5 separate regions of the Mus musculus genome follow, and all the other regions are linked to region 1. The links are chromatin contacts, called in public HiChIP or PLAC-seq and promoter capture Hi-C maps. All regions are on one chromosome and are shown on one strand. The core of a region is the stretch at or near the end of the contact, and the rest is flanking DNA. Distances in the headings are between cores, read along the strand shown. Region 1 holds the start of Txnrd3 (thioredoxin reductase 3). Region 2 has its middle 13 kb from the start of Gm36409. Region 3 has its middle 15 kb from the start of Gm36639. Region 4 has its middle 12 kb from the start of Gm36639. Region 5 has its middle 36 kb from the start of Gm36639.

The links. Promoter capture Hi-C pulls out the DNA fragments that hold promoters and counts their contacts. HiChIP or PLAC-seq counts read pairs in DNA pulled down with a chosen protein or histone mark.
Region 2: a contact with region 1 is called in an HNF4G HiChIP or PLAC-seq map of pancreatic cancer cells. The contact joins the enhancer-like site here to the promoter of Txnrd3 in region 1. A contact is called at or near these places in 18 of 39 promoter capture datasets (the 3T3-L1 cell line, 3T3-L1-derived adipocytes, the HPC-7 cell line and 13 more), 2 of 15 datasets of contacts at CTCF or cohesin (the NIH/3T3 cell line and large pre-B cells), 22 of 484 Hi-C or Micro-C datasets (the N1E-115 cell line, adipose-derived mesenchymal stem cells, bone marrow-derived macrophages and 16 more), 22 of 115 datasets of contacts at active chromatin or transcription factors (the NIH/3T3 cell line, a beta-TC-6 cell line, bone marrow-derived macrophages and 15 more) and 3 of 9 other capture datasets (adipose tissue, embryonic stem cells and macrophages).
Region 3: an H3K4me3 HiChIP or PLAC-seq map of embryonic forebrain shows a contact between it and region 1, with 5 times the contacts expected there. The contact joins the enhancer-like site here to the promoter of Txnrd3 in region 1. A contact is called at or near these places in 11 of 39 promoter capture datasets (the C10 cell line, cranial neural crest, embryonic stem cells and 5 more), 2 of 15 datasets of contacts at CTCF or cohesin (large pre-B cells and pro-B cells), 2 of 484 Hi-C or Micro-C datasets (bone marrow-derived macrophages and embryonic stem cells), 16 of 115 datasets of contacts at active chromatin or transcription factors (the 230-238 cell line, bone marrow-derived macrophages, embryonic basal ganglia and 9 more) and 1 of 9 other capture datasets (adipose tissue).
Region 4: a promoter capture Hi-C map of hippocampal neurons shows a contact between it and region 1, with 7 times the contacts expected there. The contact joins the enhancer-like site here to the promoter of Txnrd3 in region 1. A contact is called at or near these places in 11 of 39 promoter capture datasets (the 3T3-L1 cell line, 3T3-L1-derived adipocytes, the C10 cell line and 7 more), 3 of 15 datasets of contacts at CTCF or cohesin (large pre-B cells, pro-B cells and stem cell-derived epiblast-like cells), 11 of 484 Hi-C or Micro-C datasets (the G1E-ER4 cell line, the HL-1 cell line, the N1E-115 cell line and 4 more), 16 of 115 datasets of contacts at active chromatin or transcription factors (the 230-238 cell line, T-cell acute lymphoblastic leukemia, astrocytes and 10 more) and 1 of 9 other capture datasets (embryonic stem cells).
Region 5: a promoter capture Hi-C map of stem cell-derived epiblast-like cells shows a contact between it and region 1, with 4 times the contacts expected there. The contact joins the enhancer-like site here to the promoter of Txnrd3 in region 1. A contact is called at or near these places in 13 of 39 promoter capture datasets (the 3T3-L1 cell line, the C10 cell line, the SN4741 cell line and 6 more), 2 of 15 datasets of contacts at CTCF or cohesin (large pre-B cells and pro-B cells), 12 of 484 Hi-C or Micro-C datasets (the G1E-ER4 cell line, the HL-1 cell line, bone marrow-derived macrophages and 5 more), 8 of 115 datasets of contacts at active chromatin or transcription factors (embryonic forebrain, embryonic stem cells, kidney and 3 more) and 1 of 9 other capture datasets (embryonic stem cells).

What each region holds. Positions count from the first base shown.
Region 1 is chr6:89,642,033-89,646,646 of GRCm38.p6, forward strand. Txnrd3 (thioredoxin reductase 3) reads left to right here and starts at 1,956. Exons shown (of 16, transcript NM_001178058.1): 1 at 1,956-2,370. The coding sequence starts at 2,101.
Region 2 is chr6:88,959,069-88,963,682 of GRCm38.p6, forward strand. No RefSeq gene overlaps it. Among named protein-coding and RNA genes, the nearest start is that of Gm36409, 13 kb to the right of the region's middle. Within about 2 kb of position 2,058, at least 73 of the 459 cell types and tissues checked have an H3K27ac peak or open chromatin away from gene starts, as enhancers often do. A contact at or near this core is called in the NIH/3T3 cell line, adipose-derived mesenchymal stem cells, bone marrow-derived macrophages and 8 more, where this site is marked.
Region 3 is chr6:89,006,464-89,011,077 of GRCm38.p6, forward strand. No RefSeq gene overlaps it. Among named protein-coding and RNA genes, the nearest start is that of Gm36639, 15 kb to the right of the region's middle. Within about 2 kb of position 2,553, at least 136 of the 459 cell types and tissues checked have an H3K27ac peak or open chromatin away from gene starts, as enhancers often do. A contact at or near this core is called in adipose tissue, bone marrow-derived macrophages, embryonic basal ganglia and 4 more, where this site is marked.
Region 4 is chr6:89,033,072-89,037,685 of GRCm38.p6, forward strand. No RefSeq gene overlaps it. Among named protein-coding and RNA genes, the nearest start is that of Gm36639, 12 kb to the left of the region's middle. Within about 2 kb of position 2,595, at least 41 of the 459 cell types and tissues checked have an H3K27ac peak or open chromatin away from gene starts, as enhancers often do. A contact at or near this core is called in the HL-1 cell line, cerebral cortex, embryonic forebrain and 1 more, where this site is marked.
Region 5 is chr6:89,057,454-89,062,067 of GRCm38.p6, forward strand. No RefSeq gene overlaps it. Among named protein-coding and RNA genes, the nearest start is that of Gm36639, 36 kb to the left of the region's middle. Within about 2 kb of position 2,293, at least 8 of the 459 cell types and tissues checked have an H3K27ac peak or open chromatin away from gene starts, as enhancers often do. A contact at or near this core is called in embryonic stem cells and stem cell-derived epiblast-like cells, where this site is marked.

The sequences.
Region 1 (4,614 bases), core at 706-3,205:
CCTGAAACACCATGCCTTAGAATGGAAGACGGCAATACTGTGCAAGGCAGTGTTCTTAAGTCTACAGCAGATTTTTCTGTTGCTATAAAAACGAATGATTTAATTACAGAAAACAAAGAATTTTAATATTTTCCTCCCAGCGTTCCTCAGCATGTAAGGAACAAATTAGTATATATTTAGATTTGTATTGTGTTAGAATGTTTGATTTCAAAAATTGCTATTTGAGCTGCATACTTAAGTTTCATAAAAAAAAAATGTTAAATGAGTGTTGGCTTGGGATTAGAGCAGAACTTCCAACCATTTCTAAGATAGCTCTAAACACTCTTTGTATTTATGCAAAGCAACACTCTCGGTATTGACAATTATAAAATTAAAATATTGATCAATTATGAAAAACAGTGACAATGTTCTACCTTCTATGGTATTGAATTTTCAGCCAAGATTTGTTTTATGTAAAAACAAACAACCCTATCCATCCATCTCATTAGAATGTAAATTTGCTCTCATCTTTAATAAAGGGTGAAATTATAAAGGTACCTAAGATTTTCCTAAAAATTAAATTCATTATGATTTATTACCAGTAAATGTTTGTGAATCTGTTGAATGTACTTTTGAGATCATGTGAAATCATTCAGGTTAAAAAGGGTTGCAAGTGAAAAAGATTTGAGTTTTAGTAGGGTCTTCTAGGGTTCAAGGGTTGGTGATAACAAGTCTGGCTCAAATGTTTGAAGCAGCCCTGGTTGAGCCTGCCCTTCAGACAGGCACCAGATACACTGGCCATGCAGTTTTCCTCAAGGCCTCTGTGGAGTGGGCGTTCCAGACCACAGGTGCTAAGGATAGTCCAGCTAACTGACTAACAGTGGCCACTAATTAGAGTCCGTGCCTCTGCTCATTTACAGGAAGCTGAACTTCAGAAGGGCTGCTTACAGCAATAACTTTAAAACGTGAGCCCAGGGAGAGGGCTCAGTTGATAAAATGTTTGCATACCGCCTGTTCTTATTTGACCTTCTTTCCAAATGGTTCCTGTGTTGGGGATGGCTTGAGAATCCATTGTGCCCTAGTTATTTCCTGTTGCTGTGATAACAACACTAACCAAAAACAACTTAGAGGAAGAAAGGGTTTATTTGGGAAAAGTCCCAAGTCACACTCCATTATTGGGGGAAGTCAGAAAACCCAAGAAGGAGCAGAAGCTGACTGCTGCTCGTGGGCTTGCTCTCGATAGCTCACTCAGCATGCTCTCTTACCACCTAGGACCACCTGCCCAAGGGTGGCACCCCCTCCCCAGTGGGCCTGATGCCACCACATTTATCATTAATCAGAAAATATTCCACAGGCTTGCCTACAGGCCAATCTGAAGGAAGCATTTCCTCAGTTGAGTCTCTTTCCAGGTGACTCTAGTATGCTCCAAGTTGACAAAAACTAAGCAGTACACTGTCACAGTGAATTGCTGAGGGTGTGTGTGGGTTGAGGGGTTGGGGAGGTAGTAACCTAGGAACCTCATATTGAAACTGAATTGCAATAGTAATTTTTATTCAGCTTCAGTAGTGCAAATTAAAAAAGAATCAGTATTTCCTAGACAAGGTTTTTGTCACATTTTCTGAAATAAAGTGGAGACATCTACCCTTCCTGAAAAGCACCTATTTTGAGATTGGTGGAGAATCAGGAGCGGAAGGAACTGTAGAGAGGCCTCTGGGTGTCAAAAACTGTGGTAAAACGATAATGAAAACAGTAATTACAAGAAGAGCAGAGCATACAAGCTTGATTCCGCACCTTTGAAAATGGCAAGTGACTGCCACTGTGCCACTGGGTGGTAGACAGAGTAGTTTGCAGGCTCACCAGGCTGAGCTAAGGGGGCGTAGCTTAGCCCTGTGGAGGCCTGGAGGTGGGGCAAAGTTTTCCCGGGGGCGTGGCCGGTCGGTAGGCGGGCCCTCTCCGTGGGTCGCGCGGTCGGGGGCGTGGCCCCGTAGCTGTCCGGTGCGCCCGCGGCCAGTGCGTAGCGTTCTCAAGTTCTCAGCGGCTTTGCCGGCGTCGTCCCCTAGGCGGCCGCCCGCGTCCCGGTTCCTCAGCAGGCCCGGCTCGGCCCGGAGCGACAACAAAGCCCTGGAGAAGCCACCGTCCCCGCCGCCGCCTCCTCGGGCGCAGACCTCGCCCGGGCTGGGGAAGGTTGGAGTCCTCCCCAACCGCCGCCTGGGTGCTGTCCGTGGCGGCCTCATGTCGTCGCCACCCGGCCGCCGCGCCCGCCTGGCCTCCCCTGGGACCAGCCGCCCGTCTTCTGAGGCCCGCGAGGAGCTGCGGCGCCGCCTGCGGGACCTCATCGAGGGCAACAGGGTGATGATCTTCAGCAAGAGTTACTGTCCACACAGCACGCGGGTAGGCGGGGCCGGCCGTAGCAGAGCTCTGGGGCGTGGCCTGATGGGCAGGGTCTAAGCAATCCCGGTGGGAGGAGGGAAGTGAAGGTGAAGCCAGGACAGGGTGGGCCGGGCGGGGAGGAGCGTCGATAAAGAGGCTGGGTAAGTTTGTGAGCCGGATCTGGGGACTGATCAGAGGTCTGAGCAGTGAGCCGGGCGAACCCCGGGCTCAGTAGTTAGCGCCTGGTGGGCGGGGTCTGAGCAAGGTTGGTGGGTGGGGCGAAGCGGAGGTCTGTGGAGGGTGCTTGATGGGCGTAACCGGAATAGGGTCTGGGCGGGGCTCATTGGGCGGATTGGAACCGTGGAAGGGGGTCCTGGTGGGAGGGGCTAATAGGGAGGGTCTGAGTGGAACTCTGTGGGTGGGACCTAGTGTATGGGGGGTGGGGGGTAAGGGAGGGTTTGGGTGGAACTTAGTGGGCGGGCGGTCCTGCGCTGACATATGGGAGGTGGGCGGGGCCTGAAGGTGGACGGAGTAGGGCTTTTGTAGCACTTTCCCAGGTTTCATTGCCTACCTTCTCTGACTCACTACGGGGTCCCGGGAGGTTGCCATCTAGGGAAACATTTGCTTTCCAGCCTGATAATGGGCTTTAGTTAAAAAAAAAAAAAAAAGAACAACCAAAAAATATTTAAAATTGTTGTCTTATTAAAATAGGATTGCGTGGCTAGCTGAAGCTGGATCTAGATCCCATTTGTTAACTAGCATGTTTGGCTCCTTGACCAGGTTTCAGAACTAGCAGGGAGCTTGTAAGATGAAGGTAGAGGAGGTTTTAAGAACCATGGAAGTCGTGGCTAGTTTAAGCTCTGTTGCACACTCTGTAATTTGGGGCTGGGTGGGCATTCGACATTGTTTTCATATTATGAGATAAAAATATTCTTATTGAAATCTTTGGAAGGAAGATGCAAGATGGGGCTGTTCAATATCTTGATGTTTACTTAACATTATGAGAAAGTTGAAACAATAAAGGCCAGGTGTGTAACTTAGTGGGAGCAAGGCCCTGGCTTCCATTTCTAGCACAATTTAAATGAAAAAAAAAATAGATGCTTGGGCAGAAGGATCATGTATTCAAGGCCAGCCTGGGCTCCTATTAAGAGTGCTACCACAAGAAACGGGATGAAATGGTGCCAGCTCCAGGACCAACGTTCCATCCCCAGAACTCGTATTAAAACAGATGGCATAGTGGAGTGCACTTTACCTCAGTGTAAGACAGTGTAAGTCCAGGCTACACAGCCTGTAAGCGTCAGGCCAGTAAGAGGAGTTACTGGAAAGAAGGTAGACAGACAAATCTTTCGAGAATGATAGCTGAGGTTGACCTCTGGCCTCTGTAGCTGCAAGTGCACCTGCATGCAAAGATACACACAGACACAGTCACACATACATTAAAAATATGCATTCATTTTAAAAACTAATAAAATGTGGATGGCAGCGTGGAGACTACAGGCTGCTTCCTCCCTCCCCCCAGGGTTAGCCACATTCCTTATTCACCTGGGAGAGGTACCTGATGCTGCTCTTCACTAACAGAGCTCTGTTCTTTTGGCCTGCATGGGCCTTATGTGAGTCGACTCACATGTTTTACAGCTGTTTCCTCTGCAGTTTGGCTTGGGGACTCGTGCATGTTAGGACCTGTGGCTCTGTCTCATTACCTCTCACTGCTGTGATGTTCCCTAGGCTAACAATGAACTTGGGGTAATCCTCCTGCCTCGGTCTCCCAAGTGTGGGGATTATAGCATGAGCCACTACAACTGGCTTAATATTTTGATCTTAAAAGCAATATGGGTAGATACCTTTCTTTGGACACATCTGGGAGCACACCCTGGCCAACTTACCTAATTGCTTTTGAGCCATATGTGATCTTTGCCAAAAGCCCAGAAGCGATGGGCGTCTTTCATTGATTCATGGAGTCATCCCAGCGGCAGGGCGTTTTCAAGTATACTGATTTGGCCTCTGGTGGTGAGTGTGTCCCTGTTCTTGCTTTCCAGCCTTGCTGACAGCTGCTGTGTTCCACTTTTTCAGTTCTGCTAGGTAATGCTCTTCCGTTGAAATTTTCATCTCCCTAATGAAGCCTACGTGTTATGACTGCCTTGAGGAGTTTTCTTTTGTGAACCATTAAGACCACTTTCTTCTTGTTTTTCTTTTGTTGTGCTGATTTGTAGGTTTTCTTTACTTATTATAAATACTAATCCTTTGGTTACATGTTGGGAAATCTCG
Region 2 (4,614 bases), core at 808-3,307, 680 kb before region 1:
GGGTCAGGGCAGAACAGCCAGGGCTTCCTAACTTCTTGTTGTGTGTTGTGCGATTTCTTCTTTGGGCATACTTGAAGAGAGGGAGTGTGTCTCTATGAAGACACTAATTCTGTTGGATCAGATCCCCGCTCAAATTCATGACCTCATTTAACTGAAATTTATTCCTGATAGGTTTTATCTCCAAATATAGTATGAGGTGAGGATATGTTGTGAATGTGAAGTTTGAAGGAGACACAATTAGTTTAGGGTGAGGGGGTTAAGGGGCTGGCCCCTGTGGCATGCAAGCGCCTGAGATCCATGCTATTACAGTTGCCATCTTCAGGCTCTTGCCCCTTCTCCTGTGTGCTGTTTCCAAATGACCTGAGACATGTCTGCATATTAGCAATATCTGCTGTGGCCTTGGGAGGGGAACTAGGACTTGCATGCCAGGGTTTCCCTGGGCCTGTGGTTAGCTTCCCACCTGGGAATCTGCAGGTCTGAAAAGCCTCTGAACCCAGCCTTCTGCTGCCTCCCCATTGGCTGTCCTGACCATCACCTAATGAAAGGCAAGGACCAGGAGGGACGGTTGAACAATCTTGGTTGGAGCTACTTTGCTCTGTACCTCAGTTTGACCATCAGCAACCTGACTTGAAGGTCTGTAGCTCCCAGAAGATAGAATCTGTCAGGGTGGGTGCCAGGAGACTGTGGGGGCAGTGGATACAGGCAGATCCTTGCTAGCCTTATGGGGTAGGTATCAATCTGTGGGCTTCCTCCACCCCCAACTACTCTTGAGCATCCTCAACATATTCTCTGCTGTTCTGATGCCCTGTTGCCTTGGAGACCACTCACAGGCTTCCTGGGGCTGAGGATGGAGGAGACAGTTCTGGGGTACTGGGAGGACAGAGTGACATCTTGGAGCAGCCCACAGGCCTGTACCACATGCCAGTCCTCTGCACCGCAGGAAGACCAAGGCTGAGAGTAGTCCTGTCTGGCTCTGGGCCAGGGCAGGCTCTTCCTAGCTGTTAAGGAGAACTGGAGCTGTCTTCTGTCTTCTACGCTCTCAGTGGGCGTGGAGCCAGCCGTGGCTCAGCTGAAGGGCCAGCAGGGGGCTACAGTGGTGTGGATTGTCAGGGCCTGCGGCTGTCACGCCTCTCTCACGGCTTCTAGCCTTTATTCAGGAGGATATTTCTCTTTCCAGTGCACACCACACACATTGGCTGATTTATAACCCAAACTATTGTTGGAGTTATGTGTGTGTTTCACCACTCTTAATTTATAAGTGAGGAAACTAAGGCACAGAGAGGTTAAAAATCTTGTCTGAATTCACACAACTTAGTAGACAGGTGCAGATGAGCCAAGCAGGCTAATCAGCATTTGTCCCCCTGGGTCCATGGTGTGCCTTTCTGTGAGCTTAGCCACCCTGGGGTCATAGTCTTTGGTGGAACATAGAGCTGTAGAATAGGGCCTAGGAAGGGTGGAGGTTGGCCTTGGACTTCTGCTCCCTCCTGCTGTGGTGGACACTGCGCTAGTTGCTTCTCAGCCCTGTGACGCCAAGCTTTGCTCAGCCTGGGCATGGCTGAGACAAGACACCACCTGAGATTCCTTATCTGAAGCACTCTGCTCATACAGTCTCATCACCAGACCCTGCCTCAGAAAACGGCCCTCAGGCGGAAGCCAGCCTCGGAGCGGCATGCCAATGCTTCCATTTCAGCCAGCTCTTGCAGCCTTTGCTCTAGCTTTCTGCTCCACACAGAGGCTCGCTTCACCCTGAACGTGCCATGGTCTGCCCTGTGACTTCCTGAATCGTCCCTTCCTCCTTCAGTGACGAACAGGCTCCCTTTCCTGAGCTCTGCTATAGACATTTGTCATCTGATCCTGGGTCCTGTTTGTTCCCTGATCAAATCATTTTTGTACCAGGAACAAGAAACCCAGTGAGGCTCCGCAGGCTGAGAGCAGAAGGCCTGGGTCCACTTATCCCAACCAGAAAGGTGGTGCCATCTCATTGTAGAGGGGAGGACCACACATCTGGTCTCCTGACCACGTCACGCTGGCACATACGTTCAGCCTGACTCCTTGCATTCTTTGGGGATAGTCTCACACATATTTCTAGACTCCAGATTTCTGCCTGTGAATGTCTGGAATGTGGCTAGGGAGACCAGCCACTGAAGCCAGGCCACAGATTTGCTTACATGACAGACTGCAAACACCCCCCCCCCTTTTTTTTTTCCCCATGACTGGCCTGGAAGTGTCTCTAAGAGTGGGTTTGGGAGAGGGGACATCAGTCAAGCATAGGCAATGAGGAATGTTGGAACAAACTTGGAGCTGCTGGTCCCAGGTGGCACCGCCCCACTGGGAAAGGTGCTTTGAAGTGGCACCACTAAGGTGAAAATGAGAGATGGAGGAGACGCTGGATGCTAGGGTACCTTGCATTTTGAGTGCAGCCAGCCCTCCCCAGGCTATAGATGGGTCTGAGTGGGAGTCTGATGCTTATAACAGAAAGATGGACCCGCACATTCTTGTGGTAGGCAGGGACAGGGCCTGTGTGGTCAGAGTCATGTCCTCTGTATGGTGGTCACCTGGCTGTGCCTGCAGACTACCTCCTCCCTGTCTCCTCTTCAGGGCCCTGTTGCGATTCCTGCTTTTCTCTCTCTCTGGCTGCTGCCCTTCCTGATTGAGGTGGCCACCGTTTCCATCTGTGGCTAAATCTGACGCCATATCCTCTCTTGTTTTTCTACCCCCACTAACTGCTTCTGTGGCCGAGTCATGTGTCCTGGCTTCCCTGCAGGTAAAGTGGTCATCTGACTTGCTTCTGACCAATGGAAGGAAAGGGAGGCTTTCCTGGGGCAGGCAGAAATCTGGCTTTCTGCATAAAGTCATGGAGTCTCATAAGTTTTTCTCTCCCTTTCCTGCCTGCCTCTCCCTTTCCATCTTCCCCTCCCTGGGGAGTGGAGTTCAGGATCCCATGCGTGCTGAGCTGAACAATGTATCTGTGTTGCATCCAGCCTGCTTTCCGGTGCTGTGGACATGCCATGCCTGCAGTCACAGTGGCTGCAGAATGGCTGGTAGCAGGATGAAAAGCTTGTTGGTTGAGCATCAGGAAAAAGACCTGACAATGTAGTACTGGACATCTTGGTTGAGGAAATAAAGAAATCAAGCTGGGGTTGGGCTCAAAGCTCCCTTCCTGCTAGCCAGTGCCAGAAAGTGCTATGCAGGCTGTTGGGCGAGAATTGTCACCAACTGGCTTACTCAGTTTCAGACTCTATGCCATAGGAGTGACCAGCCAGGCAAGAGGTGATAGTGGCAGGTCTGTTACAGGAACCATCATCTCTTTCTGACTGGAATTAGTGCCTGTTCCATGGGATGCAATTCAGGTCTTGTACTGTAAGTGAAGTCAAAAGCCCATGGCCTGGGAGGCCATAGGTCCTAGTGTGGAAGAGGTGGGGCAGGGGGAGAGGATGGCTCACTGGGAAGAATGGGACAAGAAGATCACAATGGGGAGGGGTGTATATATTTGAAATACATTAGGTATGATTTGCCAAAAAATGAAATATATTGTTCTGTATAATTAATATATGCTGATAAGATAGGTTGGAAAAGAAGTAAGATTGATCAGAAATGAAAGTTCAGGACAAAGAAGAGAGGGAGGCAAGGAGGATGGTCTAGGGGAGAGAACAGCCAAGGACATCAGGCCCATCCTAGGAGCTGTATCTTTGAAGTGGCTCCACAGGCACCCCTGCTCCACAATCCACATGCTCAGAGCTCCAGAGGGTGGGCATCCAGAGGGGCAGAGTCTGACTTCCCCAGTCAAGTCTGGAGAGCTTTACAACTCCTGTCCCCAGAAGCTACAAAGAGGAACATGTACAGCATGTGACACAGGCTGGCCCCTCCTGCATCCTTGAGAGGGACTTTCTTTTTTCTTTTTTTAATTGGATATTTTCTGTATTTACAATTCAAATGTTATCCCCTTTCCTGCCCCCCCCCCCCAAGCCTCTATCCCATTCCTTCTCCCCCTGCTTCTGTGAGGGTGTGCCTCACCCACCCACCTACTCCCGCCTCCCCACCCTTGATTCCCCTATACTGAGGCATCTATTGAGCCTTCATAGGACCAAGAACCTCTCCTCCCATGGATGCCTGACAAGGCCATGGAAGGGACTCTCTTACTATACTAGTCTGTCTACTTGGGAAAGTGTTGAACAGGAAGTGAAAGACCTCCACACTCAAAGTGTCTTCATTAGCCTTGCAAAAACTTTTTCTGTTTTATTAGTTTCAAAGAACTGGGTCTGGTTCTTTATTTATTATTTCTACAGCTTTTAAGTTCTTTAATTTATTTATTTGCTTTTATCTCTGTGATCGCCTCTCTTCTACTTTTTGTGGTTTGTTCTTTTCTTGCCGATCTGAAGTTGGAAGTCTCATCTGTCCCTTTTGTTTGAGTGTGAAAGAACTAGAGAAGAAAACCCTGGAGTTATGCAGGGAGGGGCCCGGGACACATTTGGCGTGTGCGGGGTGGGGGTGCGGGTGGGGGTGGGGGATCTGTCTTGCTTGTTGACTGGGAAGTCTGCTATTTTTGTTTTATGTCCTCCTTGACCTATATGTTATTTGGAAGAGTCATTTTGAAACCTATTTTCTTTCTGCCTT
Region 3 (4,614 bases), core at 1,303-3,802, 630 kb before region 1:
CCTTTGATTCTTAAAACCGATTTTAAAAAAAAATTAAAAAAAAAGATCGTGCCAGTCACATTTTTTTTTTGACAATAGAAATAAAACTGGAAATGAACAAGAGGACAGCATCCCTAAATCTAGCCACTTGGAAATTTAAAAACAAATCTAAATAACGTGAGTGAAACAATAAATCAAAACTGAATTATCAACAATTTAGAAATGAGCTACAATAAAGGCTCGCCATAAAAGCCCCCAGGATACCGCCCAAGCCGCGGTGCTTAGAGGAAAATGAATAGCTCTAAATGCAGTCATTAGAAGGAGGAGAGATTGAAAAGAATTCAGCTTTCACCTCAATAAGCGCGGAAATGAACATCAAAATAAATCCAAAGAAAGCCAATGGAAGAAATTAATGTAGAAAAGGAGCACGAATTAATGAAATAGAATAAAACAATAGTGGGCTCTCGCTATAAAAATGAAATATAATGCTTTGAAAACAGCTGATAAACTAAACCAAACTAGCACATTTGAGCAAGGAACCACACACTAGCCACGGGCATGAAGGGGCCTTCCGGATGCGCCGCTTGGTAGAACACAGGGAAGCACAAAGACCAAATTTTACCAGTAAATCTGATTATCAAAAGCAATCAAGGCGGTTTTAAAAGGGAAGAAATGGGTCTGTGCAAGGCGGAAGTCTTCCTCAAGCTCCACCCCGGCCCTGCCATCGGGGATGCCCTCGAACCATCCCCCACACGGTCACGGTAGCCGCGGTCCCTGAGGGCTGAGAGGGAGGACTTCACAGGCTGGATCTGGTCCTGTGGACAGCTGTAGGTAGTCGTCAGTGGGGTTCTGCCGCATAGTCTTGGGGGAGGGTAGACCTCGGAGCGTTGTAGAGCATGTTGGGTAAGTTTCCTGCTGGCTGTTAGAGCCTCAGTCCACAGCCAGGAACCACGCCTGATAGTCCACACTGAATCAGGATGAGATGGGAAAAATAAAGAACAAATACATCCCCAAAGAGAGCTAAGAGGGCAGCCCTAAAAAAGAAAGGGCAGCCCTAATAAAGAAAGAAAGACCAAAAAAAAAAAAAAAAAAAAAAAGGAAGGAAGGAAGGAAGGAAGGAAGGAAGGAAGGAAGAAAGAAAAGACCCAGGTGGGGAATTTGTACGACATCTTGCAAAAAACCAAAAAACAGACTGGGAACCCTGTGTTCATTTTTCCCATTGTTATGTCTTAGTGAATGGAAGTTTGTGAGTCATGGGTCCAGCACTGAGTGGGTGGAACACTACATGTTTATAGGCTGGGGCTTTCTTAGGAGCCTCTGAGTCCCTCTTCTGATGGTCTAGATCCTTATAGTAGAGACAGAGAAGATGGGGATTAGAAACCAGGAAATGGCTAATTCATTCATTCATTCATTCGTCCCTGTGCTTGTCCTGTTTGAAGCATGAAGACCACAACAGTGATCAGGCAATCCCTAAGGCCTCAGTGGTGGTTTGGGAAGGAGTCACAGTAGCAACGAATGACCAGTTCAAAGGTCCTGGGGCAGGAGCAAGCCGGCCATCGCAGGGAGCAGTTCAGAGGCCAGGATAGCTAGAATGATATGGTTGGTGGAACAAATGAAGTCAGAGCCGGGCAGGCACCGCGACCACTCAAGAGCTCTCTCTCAGTGAAGATTACAGACAAGATCTGATGTGCTCTTTAGAAGATTTTTCCCCCCAAGGCACAGGCATGAGAAGAAGAGGTTCAAGGTCAGAGTAGGGTCTAAGGTCACTCACTGTCTGGAGGTGGGAATGGAACCAGGGTGTGGCAGTGGAGGGATCTTACACTGACACATATCAGTGTGAGTCCGGCAGGATTGGCTTGTAGTTCTCTGTGGCAGAGCTGGAGAAGTGCAGGGTGGTACCCAAAGCACCTCTGCAGGTTCCTTGGGTGAGCACCAAGGCTCTGGATTTCTGTGGGGAAATAAGAAAGAAATCCTGAGGATTTCTTCTGTGGGGCTGGGCAGAGATTCAATCCTGGTGGGCACAGGGTGGAGGGTGAAAGAGCAGCCCGGACAGAGTAAGGCTCAGGGGGTGTGACTGGGACTTGGGTCTGGTCCTGCACCTGCTCTGACCACCGTATCTTTCAACCCCCTACTCTACTCTTTGCGAGCACAGTTTGTCTGCTATTAACTGGCTAGGCCCCCCAGTCACTAGCCTCGGCTGAGACTCTGCCCTGGCTCCCCGCCTCCCTGCTGTGGCAGCCTCTGGGATTCACAATTTCAGCCTGACACCATAGTAACCACTTAGTGCGGTTCAAGATTCCAGTGTCATCCCTGGTCGCGCTTGAATAGGATGAGGCAGGGTGGGGGAGGGGAGGGCCCTGCAGAACCGCAATTATTTCTCAGTTGCCAAGGAAAATGTAAACAGAAGGTCAGCCTTGGCGGAGACTCTGTTTTATTTTTCCCTTTGTAGGATGGGTTGATTTGGGGAGATTAAATTGTGTGTTATTTTTCTTCCTGGGCTTCCCATCCTCCCGTCGGCCCGTTGACAGAGGCAATACAGCTGCAGAGACTGGGACTGAGACTGCACCGCAGCTGCCGCTCCAGCCTGCCCGGAAGCTGGAGAAGCCCCGCCCAGCTGTCCCCACCCACCAGAGTGCAGCCCCGGAGCCTGACCTGGGATTTTAGCCTGAAGTCAGGGCGAATAGTGTGGGTGTGAACCCTCGGCTCAGCAGAGGAACCAGCCGAACTACAGGAAGCTAGAAGAATGACCTGACAACTCACAGAACAAGGGAAAACAAGGAATTGTGCTGATTTAAGTTGCTAAAGCCAGGCAAGGTGGCTCATGCCTTCATCCCAGCACTTGGGAGGCAGAGGCAGGCAACCTCTGTGAGTTTGAGGCTAGCTTGGTTTACAAAGCTAGTTTCAGGCAGCCAGGGCTGTTACCCAGAGAAGCCCTGTCTCAAAAGAACAAACAAACAAACAAACAAAAGTTGCTGAGACTCGGGCTAGTTCCTTAGGTGGCGAAAGTTCCCTGATACATCCTACTGTTCTCTCTGACCAGGAGGGTTTCTTTTGCAGGAGAGGGAGTCATTGTCCCCGGTTTCTCACGCTCTGGATGGCGACTAGGCCTCCCTCGGGAGGCAGTGGGGGCTCTGTTGCCTCGAGGAAGTCCTCCCTCGCCTTCACTGTAGACCGTATGCATACCAGATTGGAGTTGTCTTTAGTTGTGTGCGTGGGACTTCTACTTTGAACTCTTCCAGAGAAGGGTCCTGCCATGTTTGAGGTCCCAGCCCTGGTGTCAGTCTTAATTTCAGTTGCTGCATCGGGGACCTGGGAGAGATGCTTTCAGATAGACTTGGCTGTTGCCTCTGGTCTCGGGTTATCATCTGGCCTGGAGGCTGGACCCTGTGAGGAACCAGCTTTACACTTGGCTCAGGAGCACCAGAATCCATCAGGACTGAAAAATACTGCCTGCCATCTACCTTCACCAAGCCTTGAGCTGACCTTATTAGACAGCCGCAAGAGGGAGAGGGAAAAGGAGAGGAGGAGGAAGCTGCCAACAAGGTTTCTGGCATCAGGGGGCCAGTTTCTTCAGCAGCTCCTGAGTGCTTCTTCCTACATCTTTCCTGGATATGGGAATCACAATGGAACCAGATGTGAGCTGGAGGGTCCTGATGCCAGTTAGCTCTGCACGGCCAGAGCCCTTTAACCATGGCTTTAGGAAGCCTGTTTACTGTGGAGACCCAAAATTAACTTTGTGCTGCAGGGTTAGGCAGATCTAGCAGCCTCCTGGCTCAGCAGCAGGGAGAACTCTGGTGGGGTGCTTGCTCTCTCTTCCTGACCTCTCCCACCAAGGATGTTTGCACTTTGTAACCTGGGTGCTACCCAACCTCCCTCACCCCCTGGAGGATCCAGCTCCATGCTGCCTAGAAAACCCAGCCTGGAGGCTCCACAGGCCACAGCTGGCCCTGGTGGAGTGTGCCTGCTCACTGAGCTCCAAGTCCTTCCTTCGCCTCCTCTGAGCCCCATTTTACCGAAACATGCACATGGACAATGGATTCTCTGTTTTGCTGGCACACAGGCTGTTCCTGCTCAGGTGTTTTGTTTTGTTTTTTTTCCCTTTGCGGCTCCTGAAATCAAGTCTGTTTACCTTACGCCATGATCCTTTCAAGAATCAGAAAGGGACCTATACCTTCTCACCTCTTCTAAGCAACCTGCACTCCTCTGGGAAGGCAGGTACACAACCCTTTCTGGCCCTCCATCACTCCTGCTGTGTGCCATGGCACTATGCACACACCCGAGTTTCCTGGCCACCCTTGGTGCCCATTGCACAGAGGCAAAGTAGAGGCTTACAGAAGATAAGAACCCAGAGCTGGTGCAGCCTTTCTGCACATCCATGCATGTGGGTTTCAACAAGGACTCCTGAATGCCAATGAGCACCCAGAGGAAACAGTAAGTGGGGGCAGGGTACGCAGTGCAGTGGTAGCATCCCTTCTGCAAGCTGATCTTCTAGCCACACTCTGGTACCCAGAAGGATCGCTGGGAGAAGCAGGGTGGGAGGGGAGGAAATATCAACTCCAGGGTGGCAGAGGCAGTCACTGAGGCTGTGCATAGCATGAGCATCGTGCTCTGTTCTTGATGCTGTCTGAGCGTGTC
Region 4 (4,614 bases), core at 1,345-3,844, 610 kb before region 1:
ATGTCATTCTCCTTCCTGGGAAGGACCTGGGGCTGATCTGGAATGGGTGGAGCCTCAGGCTTCTTCCTGTCCTGCTGTGGACTGCAAGGATGGGGGAACACGTGAGATGCTCACACGGGTGTGGGGAAGGCCTGTGGGAATACAGAATGGGATTCCTCACGAATAGCTGGGTCCAGTCACACAACCCTTTAATTGGCATCCGTGAACATCAGTTGTTCGTAAGTGAGGCTTGGCATGAATCACCTGGGGATCTTGTTAAGAACCCAGAACTAAGCCAGTAAGTTCAGGGTGATATATATCTGGTTACAAGTGACAGAACATCAACTACCTAAGCCCACCGGGAATTGATACAAAGGCAGGCTTGGCAGGGGCAGGCTGAAGCTGTAAAGAGGCTGGGTGGGATGGTGGGTATCTCCCTCAGTTCTGCAGGCCTGGCCACCTGGACCACCTCCACCATGACGTCAGTTGCTCTATAGACCCCTGAAGGACAGCAGCCTTCCTGAGTCCTGGCCTGACTGCTGAGGTCATGAACTGGGGCTGTAAAGAGCTTACACTCTGCTAACCTAGTAGGACACCTGCTGGTGTTCCTAGGTCTGAGCCCAAAGGCTGTGCTTCAGAAAGCCTGCCTGAGGTCCCCACCCTACAACCGTTCAACAGATCCTGGCTGAACTCAGAGGACTCCCTGGTGGCCTCAGGGCAGCTCCTGGATGTCCTCTTGGGAGAGGCTCCAGCCTGCTGTCCAGGATTGTGAATGCCTCAGAGGCTATAGGCTGGTGACTCTCTGTGAGTCACTTTGCTGGCTGTGAGCAGAGGTCACAAGACATGCACAGTGATACTTCTTGTGAGACACCACACAGGGCCTCACTGAGTCTCTTGTCCATCTGAGGTCCCCCCCTGACCATTCCCCCTTCTCAACTGAGGTCTTCTACTCCACACCCACCCCTCCTGGGCAGAGATGGGTGAAACTTTGCATTTTGGCCTCTGAGGAGCCTCTCCCCCTACACCCATAGTCCCGACAAGGGCGCCCCCTTTTGTTAAACTGAGACCCTACAACTCACTCTTTACTGACATAGGCAAGCACTGCAGGTGGCAATTTAGCTTCTGGAATCTCATTCTGCCTTCAGCTGTTTAAAAATGGAACTGGCCATCAATAATTAAACTAAGAGTGGGCATTAAAAGTCCATGTTTCAGCTTCTCTTGAAAGCCTGGCACGGTTTGTCCTGCTGAGCCTGCACCTACCCACATGGGGGAGGCATCCCACAGGCTTCCTGTGCATCCAAGAGAAGGGACCCTAGACTCCTCCATGGTGCAGCAGGGGAGTTTTCCTCCAGGCTCTTTGAGTACCCAGGAGGAGGGCATCCTTTAGGTTCTCCAGCACTCAGGAGGTTCCTCCATTCCAGCTATGTCCTGGGCTCCTCGGCAGCCTGCATTGCCTCCGTGTTCCCTGCTGGGTGTGTCACCTCCCTATTGGGAGGTTGGGATTGGTTCTGGTCCTTTTAATCAACACTGTCCTGAGAGCCAACACTCCTCCCTGTTGGAGTGGCCCCTGTGGGCTGAAGCTCTTTGCTTGCATACAGACCTGGGGAGGCTCTGAGCTGTACATGGTGATCCACAGCAGAGCAGAGGAGGTTTCCAAGTTGGCCTGTCATTCTGTCTCTGAGAGTGACCCATGGCCTTTGCCCTGACTCCAACCTCTGACCTTAGCAGTGTTTTCCTCTGGTTCCTTCTCCGACACTTTTTAGGCACATGTAAGAAGCCCAGGACTCTGGGGACAGGTTGGGGTGAGGCGAGGCAGGGGTCAGAAACAGAGCCAGCACTGAGATCTTTGCTGAGGCTCTTTCTGTCTCATGTGGGGCCATCTAGGTGCTTTGAGCTTTGGGCTCATCCTTAAGGGACCACTGGCCTCCCCGGAGCTGCTTTCTATAGAGAGGTCTCACTGTGTTCTTTATGAACCCTGCTGGAAATTTAGAAATAACACCTCAGAGACTGTAGCAGAGTTATTCCCACTTTTAGCCAGGGACAAGATGGTGTCGGGACAATGTGCCTGACTTGGAACCTGTCCGGTTTGGAAGAAAGCTAATCATGGTCGGAGACGCAGAAAGGCCGAAGGAAGAGAGGAAAGTGCAGCCTGACAAGAGAAGTCTGCTTGGGAACAGGAGGGAGGAGGGCAGGGAGGAAGGGAGGGAGAAGAGGAGGGAGGAGGAGAGAAGAGGAGAGCAGGTGGCTTATATCACCAGCCTCCACTCCAACTATGCCTTGTCCCAGGCTTTCTTTCTTTCTCCTCATGCCCTGCCTGCCTGCCTGTCTGGTTGTCTGTCTGTCTGTGCTCCGTTCTGTGTCTCTCTTCCATCCTGCCTGTATGTCTCTGCTTTACTCAGCCTAGCCACCCTGGCATCACTGGGGTCTCTGCCTTTTTGCCTGCAGCAAGCTGGGTTTTTTTTCCTCCTCTGTCTTTCTCTCTCTGCTCTTCATGGTTGTCGGTCTGCATGTCTTCTTGGGGTGGCTGGGTGGCTGTCTGTCCATCCTCTCATCTCAGGCAGCTGGAAGCATCCCCTGCGTTCATTGATGTGTGGTTGTGAGATTCCCTTTGAATACTGCAGCAGCCAGTTGCTGGTTGCCAAGGGAACGGGTCAGGAGAAATGGGGGAACCGAGGGGGGCATAGGGAGCCAGGCGGGGGGTGTGGGCACGCTTTTCTGTTTTCATCTTCTTTGGTGCGTTCCTTTTCCAAAGCATAGAGAAAGGATGGCAATTTAAAATGATTTTTCAAGAATCAACACGGCAGAAATAATGGGTCCTAATTGTGCTGGACTAAAAGCCAGGCAGGGAGAGTGGCAGCTTCCTGGTGCCCAGAGAGAGCTAATGGCCAGACTCAGAGTGTGGAGCCACTTGAGGGCTAGGAGCTGCTGTGTCAGGTCCCTGACTGGCATTGCCCAAGGCCACCCTCCTTAGTCCTTGCTGAGAATTTAGGATTTAAAGCCCAGAAGTCTCCACAACCCCCACCAAGCAGGAGAGGCAGCGAGGTGACCACACACAGGAGTACAGGCGCCCTGCTGCTTTCAAGTGAGAAGGGATAGGCACGGAGGCTTCTCTAGGCTACTGCAAGCCCTGGACATTCTCCAGTAGCTTCAAAGAAACGGTCTTGGTCTCCTCTGCTCAAGCTGAGTTCATCATCATGGGCACAGACAGAAATGACACTGGTGTAGAGCCCGTGCTGCCCTACCCACCTGCACCCCAGTCTCTGCTATCCGAGTCAGCAAATCCTATGAATAGAACGAACCAGGCTATGCACTTCTGGGATTGTGGGGGTCGAACAGAAGGGAGAGTTCTAGGTATAGACTCGACTTGTGCAGTCCTATTATTTAACTGGTTTCAACTGGATAGAAACAGGGTCTTGAGGAAGGAGCCCCACTCTCACCACATTAGGATGGGTAGGAACCTGGGAGAGGGAGGTGTGAAGAGCATTGGGTAGAAGAGAAAAGCCAGTAAAGGACTTCATGTTGAGGATGCCCTAAAGATTAGGCAGAGAGGCCTTAAGGACTTTCCCCTTCCCCAGCCACCAGGGAGAAGCTGCCCCGGTCTGGAACATGCCACCTAACAGCCTTAGTTTTATCCCTGATGTCAGCTCTGCACGACCCATATCTGTAAGGGTGCCAGTAGGGCCCAGTGCAAAAGCCTAGTGCTCCCAAATGCATTTGGCTTGAGCCATTCCATGCCTGTCACTGTCCTAGGCAGCCAGAAGCCTGTCTTCTGTCTGTTTTTACCCTTTCTGTTCCATTATCCTCTTATATCCTGCCAGCAAGTGCCCAGCGAGTCTGGGTCTTAGTGGAGGACAGTGGTCATGTCTTGTATGTGTGACCTGACTCTGTGTGGTCTCATCTTCTCTCTTAGTCAGTTCTAGCCTTCGTTGGCTCCTGACATGTGAAACTGTTCATCATAGCAAGTGATGCTGGAACCCTGGAGGTCTAAAGGTGTCATGGCTTCCCTGAGTTGTGGAAAGTGCACCTGGAACTTGGTTCCCAAATGAATTAGATAGGCTAGGGTTAGGGTTATCAACAGAGGTGGGGAGTACCACAGGTACAGGAGCTATCTGCAGAGTTGTATTCTGGAGGAAGAAATGGCAATGACCCCTGGAGGCCTTATAGAGGTGCGGGAGCTAGACCCCTCAGCAGCTGGCGGAGCCTGTGTGATGAATGTCGTGTGAGTGACTTCCTTTGGCAGTGGATGTCTCTTCACTCCATCACCAACTATCCTGTGTCCTACTGCAGGCTTAGCTAGAGACTCACTCCAGGTTAACACCGTATGCATCCCAGAGTGACAGAGTGTTTGCCCTTTCCAGTGTGAGGGATAGAACTCAGAGCCTCATTTGTGCAAGGAAAGTGGTCTATTACAGTCCCTCCCCAGCCCCTGTGACAGCTTTCTTTAAGTCTCTGTCTCTGTTTAGTTCCTCTTCTGGCATGAGTTTATCCCGGTCCAAAGGAAGCCTGTGTTTAGCTTACTATTTCTAGTGCTTTTGTGTCATGGGGACTTGCTGATCCTCCCAGGTCCCAGAGACAGGAAATGTTCCTGCCAGCATATCTTTAGGGCAAACTAAACCCTTCTTCCTCTGTGTGCTT
Region 5 (4,614 bases), core at 1,043-3,542, 580 kb before region 1:
GGTAGCCCATGTGGAGGTCACAAGACCTCCTGTAGATGTCAGTTCTCCCCTCTGTGTGGCCCTGGTCCTGGGGCATCAAATTCAGTTTATCAGGCTTAGCGGCCAGCACCCTTACCCACTGAGTCAGCCAGCCCCAATTTCTACTTTTTAAATCTCTAAGCTTAATTATTTCCTTCCTTCTGGTGAGCTTGGGCTTAATTTGTGTTCATTCGATGTTTCTGAATATGTACAGCTGGGTTGTATGCTGTAGACATTAATCGCTGGGAAATTCCCTCTTAGAGATAATTCTATTGTATCTCAAAAGCATTATATATATATATATCTCATATAATTTTCCTATTATTGAGTGTGTGTGTGTGTGTGTCTGTGTGTGTGTCTGTGTGTGTGTCTGTGTGTGTGTCTGCGTGTACATTAGTGCAGGTGCTTGCAGAGGCCAGAAGAGATGCCAGATCCTTTGGAGCTGGAATCACAGATGGTTTTGACCAGCCTGATGTGGGTGTTAAGAACTGAAACCAGGTTCCCTGGAAAAGCAGCAAGTGTTTTAACCACTGAGCCACATCTCTGTCAGTTTTCAAACCTGGCACATATGGCTGAGGTGCTGTTTAACATATTAGAGCAGATATGCCTGGCTCCCTCTTTCCCTTCTCCCTCTGCCTCCCCCCTCCTCACATGGCTCAGGGCCATGTCCACTCTGGACTCTCCCAGATGCCCCTGCCTCTGGCTATGTTCTCCCTTTATCTATAATAAATTTCTCCTCCACCATACCTGGGAACAGTCATGTCCTTTCCTTTCCTTTTTATTTCTTTTTTCAGCCCCTGATATTTTTGGATTTTTAAAAACTTTCTTTGATTCTGCTTAGTTACTTTCCTCTGGTTTCCCAACCATGACTAAGGCAACTTACAATATGAAGGGTTTATTTGAGGCTTACCGTTCCAGAGGGATAGTCGTCCATCACCAGGGTAGCAGAAAGTGTGGCAGTGAGCAGGCAAGCATGGTACTCAGGCCATAGCTGGGCACCCATGCCTCCATCCACAAGCATCGAGCTGAGCCAATGCCCTGGGGATGGCAAAAGGCTTTTGAAACTTCCTCCAAAAAGGCCATCCCTCCCAACCCTTCCCAAACGGTCGCCAGCTGAGAAGCCCAATTCATAAGCCTGAGCCTTGTTGGGGACATCTTCTCCAAACCACTGAGGACCCATTTATGGCTTGGCAGTGCATCGTTTAACTTCATCGTAGCTGATAATTTCCCAGCATCCTTCCCGTTACTGACTTCTGACTTACTACCCCTGTGATCGCAGGGACAGAGAGGGGGTGATTTACACCTTGAATTTGTTAAGGCTCATTTTGTAGGCAGCACAGTCCTGTGCTGAGCAAGCTCTGCATGGGCAGCTTCTGAGAAGTCTGGTAGCCTTTTGGGGCTTCACTCACATGTGACTGGGCTCCAAGATTGTCTTTAACTTTTGAAAGTGATTATTATGTATTCTGGAATATTCCTCAAAGTCACCTTTACTTGGTATCCTTTGAGCTCCATGAATCTGTGTGTTCAAATATCTCCCAAGACGTGGGAAATATTCAGCCATTCTTTCTTTTGTTTTTAAATGTTATTTTGTAGTTGCTGGTTGGTTTGTGTTGGTGGTGGTTGGTTTTTGTTGTTTTTGTTGTTGAGATGGGGTCTCACTGTGTAATAACACTGGCTAGCCTGAAACTCACTACATAGACCAGGCTAGCCTAGAATTTACAGAGTTCCATCTGCCTCTACCTCCCAAGTTCTGGGATTAAAGTGTGCCACTATGCCCAGCTCAGGCAGTAAATAAACTTACTCCCCCTCTCCTCTCTTCTTCTGGGTACCCATGTTTTTTTGGGTTTGCTGCTGAAGGATTCTCACCCTGCCTTGTGCTTTCTCCACTCTCTCCCATCAAATTTATTCATTTTCCTCTTACTGGCTGATCTCAAATGTTTTTCCTTCAAGTTCAAGAGTTCTTTGCCCTTGGGAGTGCCCTTGGGCATCCTGTAACTCAGCCCTGACTCCTTTTGTTGTTGGCCTCAACTTCTGATCTGGCCTCCTTGCCTGTGTCACACGCTTCCCAGATGGTCACAGCTTGAACTCCTTTTTGGGCAGCTTACACATCTCTATTTCTTTGGGGATAGTCACTGGAGTCATCTTAACTTCCTTTGTGTCATGGTTGCTTGAGGGTTTGTTTGTTGCCTAGCCTTTAATGTGTGTCTATATACTGAGAGAGGAAGCATTGTCAGTCTTTGAGACTTGTCTCAGCAGGTGATAGCCTTCTGGGGCCCAGTCTGCTGGAGTTGCCTCAAAACTTGAGACTGTGCAGGCGCAGCTGCTCTGGGCCTCAGCTGGTGACCTGGTGCATGTGGCAGTTGTCTGACTGTCTCCTAGGCTGGTCAATAAGGCGGGTGTGGAATGAAACAACAAAGGTCCTCTTCTCAGAAGGGTGGGTGCTGGTGGCTTCCTTCAGGTGCCCAAGAGGGAGGGATCCTGTGCAGAAAACACCGGTCCAAGATCATGCCTAAAAGGGGTTTAGAAGTGAGATCTGGGGCTGGAGAGATGGCTCAGTGGTTAAGAGCACTGATTGCTCTTCCAGAGGTCCTGAGTTCAAGTCTCAGCAACCACATGATGACTCACAACCATCCGTAATGAGATCTGATGCCCTCTTCTGGTGTGTCTGAATACAGTGACAGTGTACTTAACATATAATAAATAAATAAATCTTAGGAAAAAAAAAATAGAAGTGAGATCTGGTGCTGCTTTGGAGGCCTCGGCTCAGAGCCAGGCCTGAGGCTGCTTAGGGAATCCCAGTGGTTTTCCCTCCTGATGCCTGCGCTGGGAGTAGGGTACAGGCTATCTGAAAGCCTGCAGGAGGACTAGGGTGGTGACACTTGCCAGGGTGGTGGCCTTTTATGGTAGGAGATTTTAAAGTTCCTTATTGATTGATTTTCATTATTCTTTCTTTTCTTTTACTGTAGTGAATATTTTCTTGTTTTGTTTGGGGATCCTTCCTTCCTTCTTTCCTTCCTTCCTTCCTTCCTTCCTCCCTCCCTCCCTCCCTCCCTCCCTCCCTCCCTCCTCCCTCCCTCCCTCCCTTCCTTCCTTCCTTCCTTCCTTCCTTCCTATTTTTTCTTTCTTTCCTTCCAGTCTGCCTTCCTTCCTTTTTTCTGTTGTACATGTTTCGAGACACCATCTCACTGTGTAGATCAGGCTTGTCCTGAACTTGTAGTAATCCTCCTGCCTCTTCCTCTGCGTGCTGGAACGAGAATGGTCCCCATAGGCTCGTCTATTTTAATGGTTGGTTCCCAGTTGGTGGAACTGTTTGGGAAGGATTAGGGGGTGTCGAGGGGGAGGAGCTTTGAGGTTTCAGAAGCCCAGGCTGGTCCCAATTAGTTCTCTCTGTCTCAGATCGTATTGCAACATGTAAGTTCTCAGCTCCTGCTCCTGCTACAGCTCCGTGCCTGCCTGCCTGGTGCCATGTTTCCCCACCATGATGGCCATGGAGTAAACCTCTGGAACTGTGAGCCCCAAATTAAATGCGAGTAGTTTGTCATGGAAACATAACAAACTAAGGCATGGGTACCACACCCGACTTTTATTGTGTTTTTGTTTTTGTTTTGTTTTGTTTTCTTGGTTTTTTGAGACAGGGTTTCTCTGTATAGCCCTGGCTGTCCTGGAACTCACTTTGTAGACCAGGCTGGCCTCGAACTCAGAAATCCGCCTGCCTCTGCCCCCTGAGTGCTGAGATTAAAGGCATGCACCACCACACCCGGCTTTTTGTTTTACTTTTTAATGGAGTTAACTAATTTTGAATTTGTGTGTTTATGATGTGCCTGTGTTTGCATGTGTGTGTGTGTGTGTGTGTGTGTGTGTGTAAAAGAGAGAGGGAGAGGGAGAGGGAGAGGGAGAGGGAGAGGGAGAGGGAGAGGGAGAGGGAGAGGGAGAGGGAGAGACTCTTGTTCACTGCTACCTTCTCCAGGTTACAGCCCACAGGCTTCCTGCAGTCCTCCTGTCTCCATCTCTGATTTTCTCTTAGGGGTGCCTGGGATTACTGACATTTGCATTATGCCTGTGGCTTTTACATGGTTTCTGGGAATTTGAACTCAGGTCATTAGGTTTACAGGGCAAGTCCTGTTTACCCACTAAGCCATCTGCCCAGCTTTTCTTCCAGGCTTTTGTTTGTTTCTTTGTTTCTTTTTTGAGACAGGGTTTTTCTGTGTAGCCCTGGTTGTCCTGGAACTCACTCTGTAGACCAGGCTGGCTTCGAACTCAGAGAGTGCCTTTGCCTCTGGAATGCTGGGATTAAAGGTGCGTGCCACCACAGCCAGGCTCTTCCATGCTTTTTAAACAGGCTTTTCCCTTTTGTTTTTATTCATCTCACGGGGTGAGACACTCTACAATCCTGCTTCCCTTTGTCATGTCTTCTCCAGTTCCAGCTTAGCCAGCCATGGCATCCCTGAGCCAACCCCACATCACAACCACCACTGCAAGGGATGCCTATTAACTTAAATCAGAGGATGCATCTGCCCTCCTGCAGCTTCTCCTCTTGACTAAGCAAGCCAGGACCCAGGGTGTTTTTGGCAGGACCAGGCTTAGAACAGGACAGAG